Linked DNA regions of Mus musculus: region 1 is linked to region 2. A link is a contact called in public promoter capture Hi-C data. All regions are on one chromosome and are shown on one strand. The core of a region is the stretch at or near the end of the contact, and the rest is flanking DNA. Distances in the headings are between cores, read along the strand shown.

What was found. Promoter capture Hi-C pulls out the DNA fragments that hold promoters and counts their contacts.
Region 1: a contact with region 2 is called in a promoter capture Hi-C map of liver, with 2.7 times the contacts expected there. The contact joins the promoter of Hs2st1 here to the promoter of Gbp7 in region 2. A contact is called at or near these places in 4 of 39 promoter capture datasets (the C10 cell line, liver, neutrophils and 1 more).

The regions. Positions count from the first base shown.
Region 1 is chr3:144,568,337-144,573,549 of GRCm38.p6, forward strand. It overlaps Hs2st1 (heparan sulfate 2-O-sulfotransferase 1), which reads right to left and starts at 1,880. Exons shown (of 7, transcript NM_011828.4): 1 at 1,398-1,880. The coding sequence starts at 1,521. It overlaps Selenof (selenoprotein F), which reads left to right and starts at 2,091. Exons shown (of 5, transcript NM_053102.2): 1 at 2,091-2,463. The coding sequence starts at 2,389.
Region 2 is chr3:142,528,346-142,533,159 of GRCm38.p6, forward strand. Gbp7 (guanylate binding protein 7) reads left to right here and starts at 1,991. Exons shown (of 11, transcript NM_001083312.2): 1 at 1,991-2,094.

The DNA of each region.
Region 1 (5,213 bases), core at 630-3,129, 2.0 Mb after region 2:
AATGTTGTACAGATGAGCCACGTGAAAGGCAAAAGGAGATACTGTTCAACCTTCAATATTTAAACTGAATAACTTTTAGCACATAAAACCTTTCTAAATCCAGTACATACATTCAGTAGTTCTTCAAATTTCACTCTAGAAAGGAGGACTGGACTGCAAGTACCTTTGGCTTCTCTTTCACACGGAGCTGGACATCAATCAAACGATTCTTGCTTTTATAACACTATTCTTTAAAATGTGTTCAAGGCTTCCTTAAAATCTACCAAAAACTTGGAAATATCTACTATATATAAAATTTAAATTCTTTTCTGGTACTTCTTTTCTTGAAAATTAATCCGCACCCCCAAGCTGCATCTAGCTGTTCCTCAAGGTAACTTTAAATCGTGTTTAAGAAACAGGCAAGGTCAAAGTGTATGCAAAAGCTGTTTCCCATATTCAAATTACATTCTCTGAGCTGATTTTCAAGTGTCACATACATTTTTAAATCAAAACGCGTCAATGATTAAGTCCCTGTCTCCAGAGCACTTCCAAATACCAAAGTTCTCCACTATCCGGAAGCACCCGACTATCCGCGCTTTCGACTGCTGTTGCACAAGTTCGCACTCCAATTTTGTGTTTCAAGCACCCTTTTCCATTCGGGCACTGAGAGAGACGCTTTAAGAGACCCATATGGTTCACTCTCCCCACTCTTTTCCTTTCACAAGGTAAACCCTGCAATTCCAAACCCTCAACGTTCCCCTCTTGTACATGCAATCAGCCTAAACTTACGACCCCACTCTGAAGCCCAAATCAACCAGTTTAGCGTCACTCATAAAGAACTTCAGTCCCCCAGATGTCTCCTTTTCGTGCCATCATCGGCTCCGCTGTCCCACACCGCCAGCCTACCAAAGCTGTCAGTTCTAAGGTCCCTTACTGCCCTAGGCTCAGGCATGCCTGCCACTCACTACGGTGAGCCGCTTTCACTCCCCATCATTCCCGGAGTCTCCTTCCATTTCTACCCATCTCCCCGCGACGAATCTCCCCACGACCACCATCCCCAAAGGATCCTGTGCCCAGGTGCCCCTAATTCAAATTCCAGTCCCCATCTCTGCACATGACTGGGGCTTTGCAGAACGATTTGGAAGAGAAGAGAGAGGGAGCGTTTGTGTCCTCCAGCAGCACCAGCTCCAGGCAGACCTGGGTCCCCTCTCTCAGTGAAGGGCCGACGGGGCAGCCCTCTGGCCAGAGACCTCGCGCGTGCAGCTCATCAGCCCAGCTTCCCTCCCCGGTGGCGGGAGCTCGACGTGCCCGGGTCCCAGCTCTCGAGGTTCTCCGAGGCCCCCTGAGGAAGCCCACTTGCTATAGCCGGCAATGCCCACCCGCCAGCCCGGCCCCGGCGCACCGCTCGGCTGCCTCACCTAGCTTCGCCCGGGACTCCTCCAGCTTCTGGATCTGGTTCTCCAAGAAGAGCATCGCCACCGCGAAGGCCACCACCGCCAGCAGCTGCAACTTGGGCGGCATCATAATCCTGAGGAGCCCCATGAAACCCGCCGCTCGCGATCAAGACATACCGCGGGGGGCGGGGAGCGGGGCCCCGAGGGCGACCGAAGCGCCGGGAGGAGACCCCGACCCGGGAGCTGCGCGGACTGCCGCGCCGCAGCGACCCCCTCCTCCTCTCCGGTCTCCCGCCCGCGGGAGCCAGCGCCGGCCGCCTGGTGCACGCTTCTCCCCGGCCCACTCGACGGCCCTGGCGCCCTCCTGCCGCTGCCGCTGCCGCTGCCCCCTGGCTTCGGGACCCCACGGCCGCACGCCCTCTTCCCTCGCTTCCTCCCTTCCCTCCCTCGGTCGCTCGCGGCCGCGCGCTCCTCCGGTGGCGATGCGGCTGCGGCTGCGCCGCCCTCGGCCCGCCCCCTCCCCTCCCCCTCGGCCACCACGCGCACGCCTTGACGCACGCTGCCCGGCAACCAGAGGCTCCACCCCCATCCTCCGGTACAGTGGTGTTCATTGGTCCGAAGAGAGGCCGCTTCTCGCCCTTTCGGTTCGATTTACGGTTGGGTTCCTTGTCACGGGACTCAAGCAAGGCGTTGTCCGATTGGGTAAACTTGGAGGAGGCGGGGCTACTGATGGCCGAGCTGGGGCTTCGTGGATAGCCGATTGAATGTCGTGAATAAGAAGCCCCGGTGTGGGGAGTTTAGGAAAATGCCTAATTTGAATCTCTAAAAGAACCTGAGGACTGTTTAACAATCGATCACTTACAGGCTCCCATGGTCGCCTAACTAACACTCGTCTTTGTGGGATAATAGGCTTGTAGCAGTGGCCTTTCGCGGCGGGTTTCGCGTCAGGCAGTGCAGTGGACGTCCCCGGCACAGGGGTCCTCAGACCCCTGAAGATTGACGGCAGACCGCAGGGATGGCGGCAGGGCAGGGTGGGTGGCTGCGGCCCGCTCTGGGGCTGCGCTTGCTGCTGGCGACTGCGTTTCAAGCGGTGAGTGTGGACCGCCTCTGGGGCTGCCTCAAGGCTGGTCGGAGAGCGCGGATGTGGAAGGGCAAACCCGGGGCCACGCTTGGGAGCCGCCCGTGGAACGGGCTGCCTTAGCGGCCGCTTCCATCCGGAATGAAACGTGGCAGAATTCCAGCCGGAGCTCTAGAGACGATGGTTTCCTCGCTTCAGGCAGCTAGGATCGGTTTTTCAGAGCACAGAGGGTACATAGTCAGTAATGCTTAGAAAGGAGGGACGTTTCTTTGAGTGAGACACAAGTGAATGAAACTACCGCTGCTTACAAACTCCCAAACCTTAAAGGGTTTTGGTCCAGACAAGCGGTTTTCCTCGTTAACCAGACGACACGGGTTCTAAATCTCTGAAAGGAGTTAACCTGGTTTTGACTTACTTAGCTACTCATGAAGCAACTGTATTTTTGGTAAATTCCTCTATGGGAGTTTTCCACCCATATTTACATGTCTTTGTACTTAGGATACTTAAGTGATTTGTCCAAGATTTTGGAAAGTTAAAATTATACCGTAGGTCTCTAAATACTCTGTTCTTCATAGGTCTTATAGTTCACAAACGTTGTCTCTGCTTTTCTTACTTTGTCCAAAGAGTGGATTCTTAGCGTCTTACATTGCAATACAATGTTGTTTTGAAACATCTGGTACTTCAGAAAACACTTAGGGAACATCCCTTTAAACTTTTATACTGGAAACATAAGTAAATTGTTGGCTTTTCCCTCCCATTGTAGTCGTTTGAATGTGTTACCACTACCAAAAGTAACAAAGGAGTAATGTTTTCAAACTATCTTCAAAATCTCAGTAGGCTATGGCTTTGTAAATACCTGCCCCCACCCCCTTGCCAATCAATGTTTTTAAACAATTTAACCATCCTTTATGTTAGTGAAGCAGTTCCCTCATGGATGCACTGTTTGAGCTAGTTGGTGAATTTAACTAAAAACCCAAAGCTACTGTAGTTCTAGTCAGTGCCATTAACAGGGACCGCTCAGTTCTGCTGCTAACTCATCTCCCAGTAAATGACTGACTTCTTTTTCACAGCCGTCTCAGGACAATACTCCAAAAGAGCAGAAGCCTCTTAAGACCTTGCCATGGAGATCACAGATTCCCTCCTGGGAGACAAGGCTAAAAACAGAAAGCCAGATCCTCCCACTGTGTAAATAGATCCAAACTCCATCACATTAGACTTGTCAGAGTAAGTCCCCAGACCACGCCACAGGTGAACAACTCTTCCCAACTCCACAGCCGAATGGGAAGAGTGACAGAATTGCATTGCAAAGAAATGTCAGTACATGCTAGGACTAGAGTAGGAAGAACTTATGGCTACCTGTATGCCATGGTGGTTGTCCACCCAATCTTAACTTCAAACTCAGATGTCTTGTTGACTCCTTCCTATGTACTGCATATACTGGCAATTACCTAGCCTTTCTTATTCTTACTTCCAAAATATACCTGAAAACCAGTTCAATACTATGAGACCTTTCTTCTTGAAAATAACAGCCCACTGGCTTTTCTTCGAATTGCCTCTTTCTGCATTGAGACTCTTACGTAAAAATTGCCTTTATCAACTTCCTTATTGCCCAAGCTAGACATGTGTTCTATGCACATTTGGGTTGAGTTTGGTTATTCAGGCCAGTATATTGGCTTGCCTATGATCCATTAACTGGCTTCCACATCTAATTCTTTCTCATTCTGCCCTTACCATCTAGAGCAACATCTCTGAAATCTAAAGCTGTTGTGCTTAAACACTCCCACTTGCTTTTAAGGTAGAGTTTGTCTTTAAAGTTGTCTACCAGGCTTATTTCCCGGTGTTTGCTTGTTCTACTGAGAGAACAAACAGGCTGGGTTGTGCAGGAGACACTTGCTCTAGTGAATTTCACTTACTTCGTTCTCTCAGAAGCTGTCTCTCCTACACCCATAAAAATGATTGTCGTCTAGTTACCATCTGAACCTCCTTCCATCATGTGGGTTCTAAGGATCAAACTCAGGTCCTTGGCTTGGCGACAAGCATCTTTACCCCCTGAGACATCTTGCCACCCCTCAGCCTTCAGTTTTCAGCTAAGAATTTATCTCCTCCAGGAAATCAGCATCAGTGGTGGTCAGTACCTGATCTCTCAGGTACCTTTCAATTGTCTATTGTTTCTTGAGACTTCCTTTTCCCAGTGTGCTGACTGGATCTCACCTTAGAGAAGTGCCTGCTTCTGGTTACCTTTTGTCTGTACTGACGTACATGGAGGGGAAGACAGTACCTTGTCATGTAAGTGGAATGTTTCCTGAGTGAACTGGGGCATCTACAAGCAAAGGTCGGATATCCTGGACAGATGGAGCCTACTTGTAAGTCATTATTGACCCTCAAGTCCAGTTAACTTCTACGGGTCTGTTACAAGTGGTCCCAACTGGAAGCATCATTGACAGTTGATGGTACTGAAGTGTTGAAATCCAGATGTTAGGTTCAACCTTAGTTGACACTCAGAAAACTTTCCTGGTAATTATTTGATTCTTGATACAAAGTTCTAGAATGAAACCTTTTTAGGGCAGGTGTCAACTTCATTCTGTTCTTTGTGAATGAGGACCACAAATAAGTACATACTATCTTAGAAAAATAAAATACAAATAAGACCATAGGTCATTAGTCAGAACTATATTATTTCATTTAAGTATTCTCCAAAACAGCTTCTATAATCTCTCTCTTTCTCTCTCTCCATGACACTGTGCTGTTTAGTTTTAAGTTTT
Region 2 (4,814 bases), core at 741-3,240:
AGCCCAGGCCGTCTGCTTTCTTCCCTTTCTCCACAGCGTCTGCACAGTGCCAAGTGGGTCATGAGGGAGACACTCAAAGAAATGGCTAAGAACAGAAGAGAGACAGTAGTAATCCATGGCCACTAAAAAGGTGCATTGACCAAACAAAGGAGAAAATAGAGGTGGCTGTAAAGAAAACCACCTAAGAAAAGCAAGAGAAAGTGCTGGAGCTCATGGTCAAGTCTGGCTGAGGCCTGGGAAGTGCCCGACAGTGCGGAAGGGAAGTGTGGAATTACCCAAATGCATGTACCCAGAGGCAACGGCAAAGGCATATGGTTCATTGGAGTTTCAGATCCATCTCGAGTCTATCCTTGAACTCCCATTATTACAGCATTTCCCACATGTTGGGTCATTATTCCTGATGATTTCAGGGAGGTCTCATTGTGCTCCAGGTGTCTTAGTTAGGGTTTTGTTACTGTGAACAGACACCATGACCAACGCAACTCTTATAAAGGACAACATTTAAATGGGGCTGGCTTGCAGGTTCAGATGTTCAGTCCACTATCATGAAGGTGGGAGTATGGTAGCATCTAGGCAGGCATGGTACAGGCAGAGCTGAGAATTCTACATCTTCATCTGAAGGCTGCTAGCAGAATACTGACTTCCAGGGAGATAGGATGAGGGTCTTAAAGCCCACACCCAAAGTGACACACCCACTCCAAAAAGGCCACACCTACTTGAACAGGGCCACACCTTCTAATAGTGCCACTTTCTAGGCTGAGCATATACAAATCCTCACAGCAGGTCCATCTGAAATAGATCCATTATGTCTTTTAAAAAGCAACATAAAAGAGAGGGTTGTGAAAGCTTTAACACTTAAGTGTCTGCCCCGTGCCCTGACTCCAGACATGCCTAGTTCATCCAGCGTTACTGCAATGAAGTGCATTCGTGTCCTAGCCTTGAGTCTGACAACTGCTATTCCACAGAGTTCACACTTAACTTTGTTCTATGGGAGAAATTTACCTCAGTCAAACTAACAGATGGGAATCAAATTGATGTTCCCACCTGAAGGATAACCTGAGGACACACTACATGATGGTTCTCAGGCCTGACCAAGCCCCACCTCCTCCCTAGCTCAGAAAGATGATTCCGAGGGGCCTGTAAGAAAGCATCAGACATGGATACTTCACTAGTCTGGTCTGTATGTAGATGTTCCTTAACACAACACGAGGTTACATTCCAATCACAGAATCACCCTGACATGAATATTTGTGAATTTAAAATGCACCAAGACATTTAACCAAACAAAGATGACAGCTTAGTCTGTTGTATGTTACCAGACATCTGGACAGTCACTTAAGACAAAGCTTTTTTTCTTTCTTTCCCAAAACACCTGTTGTAATTCATTTCGGTTTTGCCAAAAAAAAAAAAAAAAACAAAAAAAAAAAAAACCTCCATATAGTAGAAGGCATAGCAAGCTAACCCGTAGGGGACATGAAAAAGGGAGAAGCCAGACTTTCATATGTGCTGCTGCACAGCAAGATAAATGATGGTGACTGTGGCATACATCTCAAAAAAGAAGTGTTAACAGTTTGAAGAGATAGCTATGTTAACCCAGTCTGCATCATATATCACATGAGGTATCCAATGCACAGAAACAACCCATTACCTTTTTAATATGTACAGTATTACTATCATGCACGAGTTGCGCGTTTTTTAAGGTAAAAACGTCTCGTTGGTGTCAACCTCTTGGAATAAGCCAGTGGCAGGAGCTGGCACATTTCTGTTGCAGCATTCTGTATTTCCCAATAGAAGTCAGTATTTAGAGAATCAGCGACTTGTTTTCATCCGCCGCCCATCTGGCAGGGAAGACTATGGACTTGTTCCCCACAGATTCCGTTTTCTTTCCAGGAAAAGCAGAAGCTTCTCAGAAAGTCAGCACAAGCCTGTGTGTGCAGTTTCAGTTTCAGTTCTCCATCCCCACAACTAAGTGCAGGCAATATCCGGTTTCACTCTGGAGTTTAAGAATAGAGAGCTTTCAGGAGGAATCGGGGCGGGCGCAGCAGCAAGCCTAAAGGTGCTGAATCCAGGTAGCAGAGAATCCGGTGCAGGCTGGTGAGTTCCCTGAGACTCCATACCCAATGTACACATCTCCTAAGGAGCTTCAGGGAGGTCCCGAGGTCCCAGGCCATAAACTCCACATTTGGTGCAAGATGACACCGGAGGGTGGACGACCGCGATCAGAGACGGCTTGGTGGCCTCAGGGTGGGTGGACAGCGTTGCTCAGTGTGGGAAGTGCGACCACTCTCGAGCAGCCACCACAGCCAGGCATGGTGGGGGATGGGGTGGGGTGGTGAGCGGTTCCTACGGGAATATCAGCCCAGGGCTACCCACTCCCGCAGGCTACCCATTCCCCTGCATTGTTTCCAAGTAAGAGGGCATAACCCCAGAATCCTCATCTACCATAGTCCTCAGGTACTCCCGCCGCTGTGAGCTCAGCTCGGCTTGAAGAAACAGAAAACATAGCCTTCCCTTGTTGAGTCAGACAGAATTTCCAATTGCGCCCGCCCCGTGCACCGCTGTGCTACCAGTGCACTCTCGCGCTCTGCAATGGGGTACTCAGTCAAAAGTTAGAAACAGCAGGAAAGCCTGAACCCCTTCATGTATTGTGAACTGTTTCAAAGTCGTCCATCTAAGGTTTCAGACCAGTTTTGGAGCTTGTGAAAAATCTCCGGAGGAGGCAGTTTTTTACTGTCTTCCCTGTGGCTCGAGCCACCTTTGGAGACCATGGATAATTTACATGACCAATCGCAGCTATGTAGTTCTACTTATTTACTGTGAATTTTAAGCTTCTTAGTTGGGACAGTAACCCAGACCTGCACGAGAGCAGAGAGAAGAGAAATAACATGCCTATCAATATTTTCCTAATATAGATAGAACTGGTCATTAAGGTACTGTTGTCTTTCACAGAATTAAGGTGAGCTTACGTTTCCCATTCGACACCTACTCTAAATTGATGCTAAGTAAAGAAACACCTACAGTTTTTAAGATGCCACCAGAGGACAAACAGCACCCAGAGTGCCCCTTATACATTATATCATGACATGCCACTAATCAATTGAGAGTTGGTATTTCCCAATTAGGATATTTATCAGTGTAGAAAAGGTGAATTGCGGAAGTTGGTTCTATCAGGGAAGTTTTGGTAATAGGATCTGGTGTTTATTCCCTGATCCACTGGGCAGTTTATAGTCTTCCTGAGCATTCATTTAGCATGTGTGCATGACCTCCAAGACAAGTGAAAAGGAGGCACAATAGCCTTCAATACTTATGGTTGTTTTAAGAGAGAATGCACCATCAGAGATTTGCCCACAGAAGTATTTATTCACGAGGATGTATTTTCAGGGAAATTAGCCACTGGAAAAGAATCATATCCATGTGTCATCTTCAACAGCATGGGCATGAAGCAGGTGGGAGATGATAATTTGCCAGTGTAAGGTCACGTGCTTGTCACTTATCTATGTACAGAAAGTAAGCTGAAGGTCCTGGGGCTGATCTCAGTTGGTAGAGCGCTTGTCTAGCACTTGTGAAGCTCTGGCTTCAGTCCTCAGCATCATATAAACTGGGCACTGCAATACTCATTCCTGATCCTGGCACTCAGGCTGTGGAAGCAGCGGAACCAGTAGGTTTTGTTTTTTATTTATTTATTTATTTTTAATTTAATTTCTTTCAATTTATTCACTTTACATCCCATTCACTGCCTCACTCCCGGTCATGCCTTCCCACAATCCTTCCTCCATCCCCTTCTCCTCTGAGCAGGTGGGCCCCCCCCCTGGGTATCACCTCAACCCTGCATGTCACATCTCTGTGAGGCTAGGCACTTCCTCTCCCTCTGAGGCCAGACAAGGCAGCTCAGCTAGAGTAACATATCCCACGTACAGGCAACAGCTTTTGGGATAGTCTTCATTCTGGTTGTTTCAGACCCACATGAAGACCAAGCCACACATCTGCTACATATGTGTGGGGAGGCCTAGGTCCAGCTTGTGTATGTTCTTTTGTTGGTGTTTCAGACTCTGCAAGCCCCAAGGGTTCAGGTTAGTTGACTCTGTTGGTCGTCCTTTGGGGCCTACAATTCTTGCTCCTATTCTTCCATAAGAATGCCCAAGTTCCATCCACTATTTGTCTATGGGTGTCTACATTTGTCTGAGTCAGCTGCTGGGTGGAGCCTCTCAGAGGGCAACTTGCTCCTGTCTGCAAGCATAACAGAATATCATTAATAGTGTCAGGGATTAGTGCTTGCCCATGGAATGGGTCTCAAGTTGGGTTGGTTATTGGTTGGCCATTCCCTCCCTCTCTGCTCCATCCTCTGTGCCTACATTCCTTAAAGACAGGGTAAATTTTGGGTTGAAAGTTTTGTGGGTGGGTTGGTGTCTCTATTGCTCCACTGGGATTTCTGCCTGGCTAAAGGCGGAGGCCTCTTCAGGTTCCATATCTCCAATGTTGTGAGTCACAGCTAAGGTCATCCCCATTGATTCTTGGGTGCCTCCTTTATCTCAGGTGTCTGTCTCATCCTGGAGATGCACCCCACCCCTGTCAGTTGCAGATTTCCATTCATTCTCGTGACCATCTAGCCACCTCTCCTGTCTATCCCCACACCTGATCCTGAATAACCCCCATTCCCCTCCTCATTCCCCCCTCCCATTCCCCTCCCTCCATCTGCCTCTTATTACTATTTTATTCCTCCTTGTGAGATTTGTAGATTGGGCCTTCCTTCTTGTTGGTATAGCTGAATCTTGAGGTAAAATTATTCCCAGGTTTTTGAGAAACCACCAAATTGA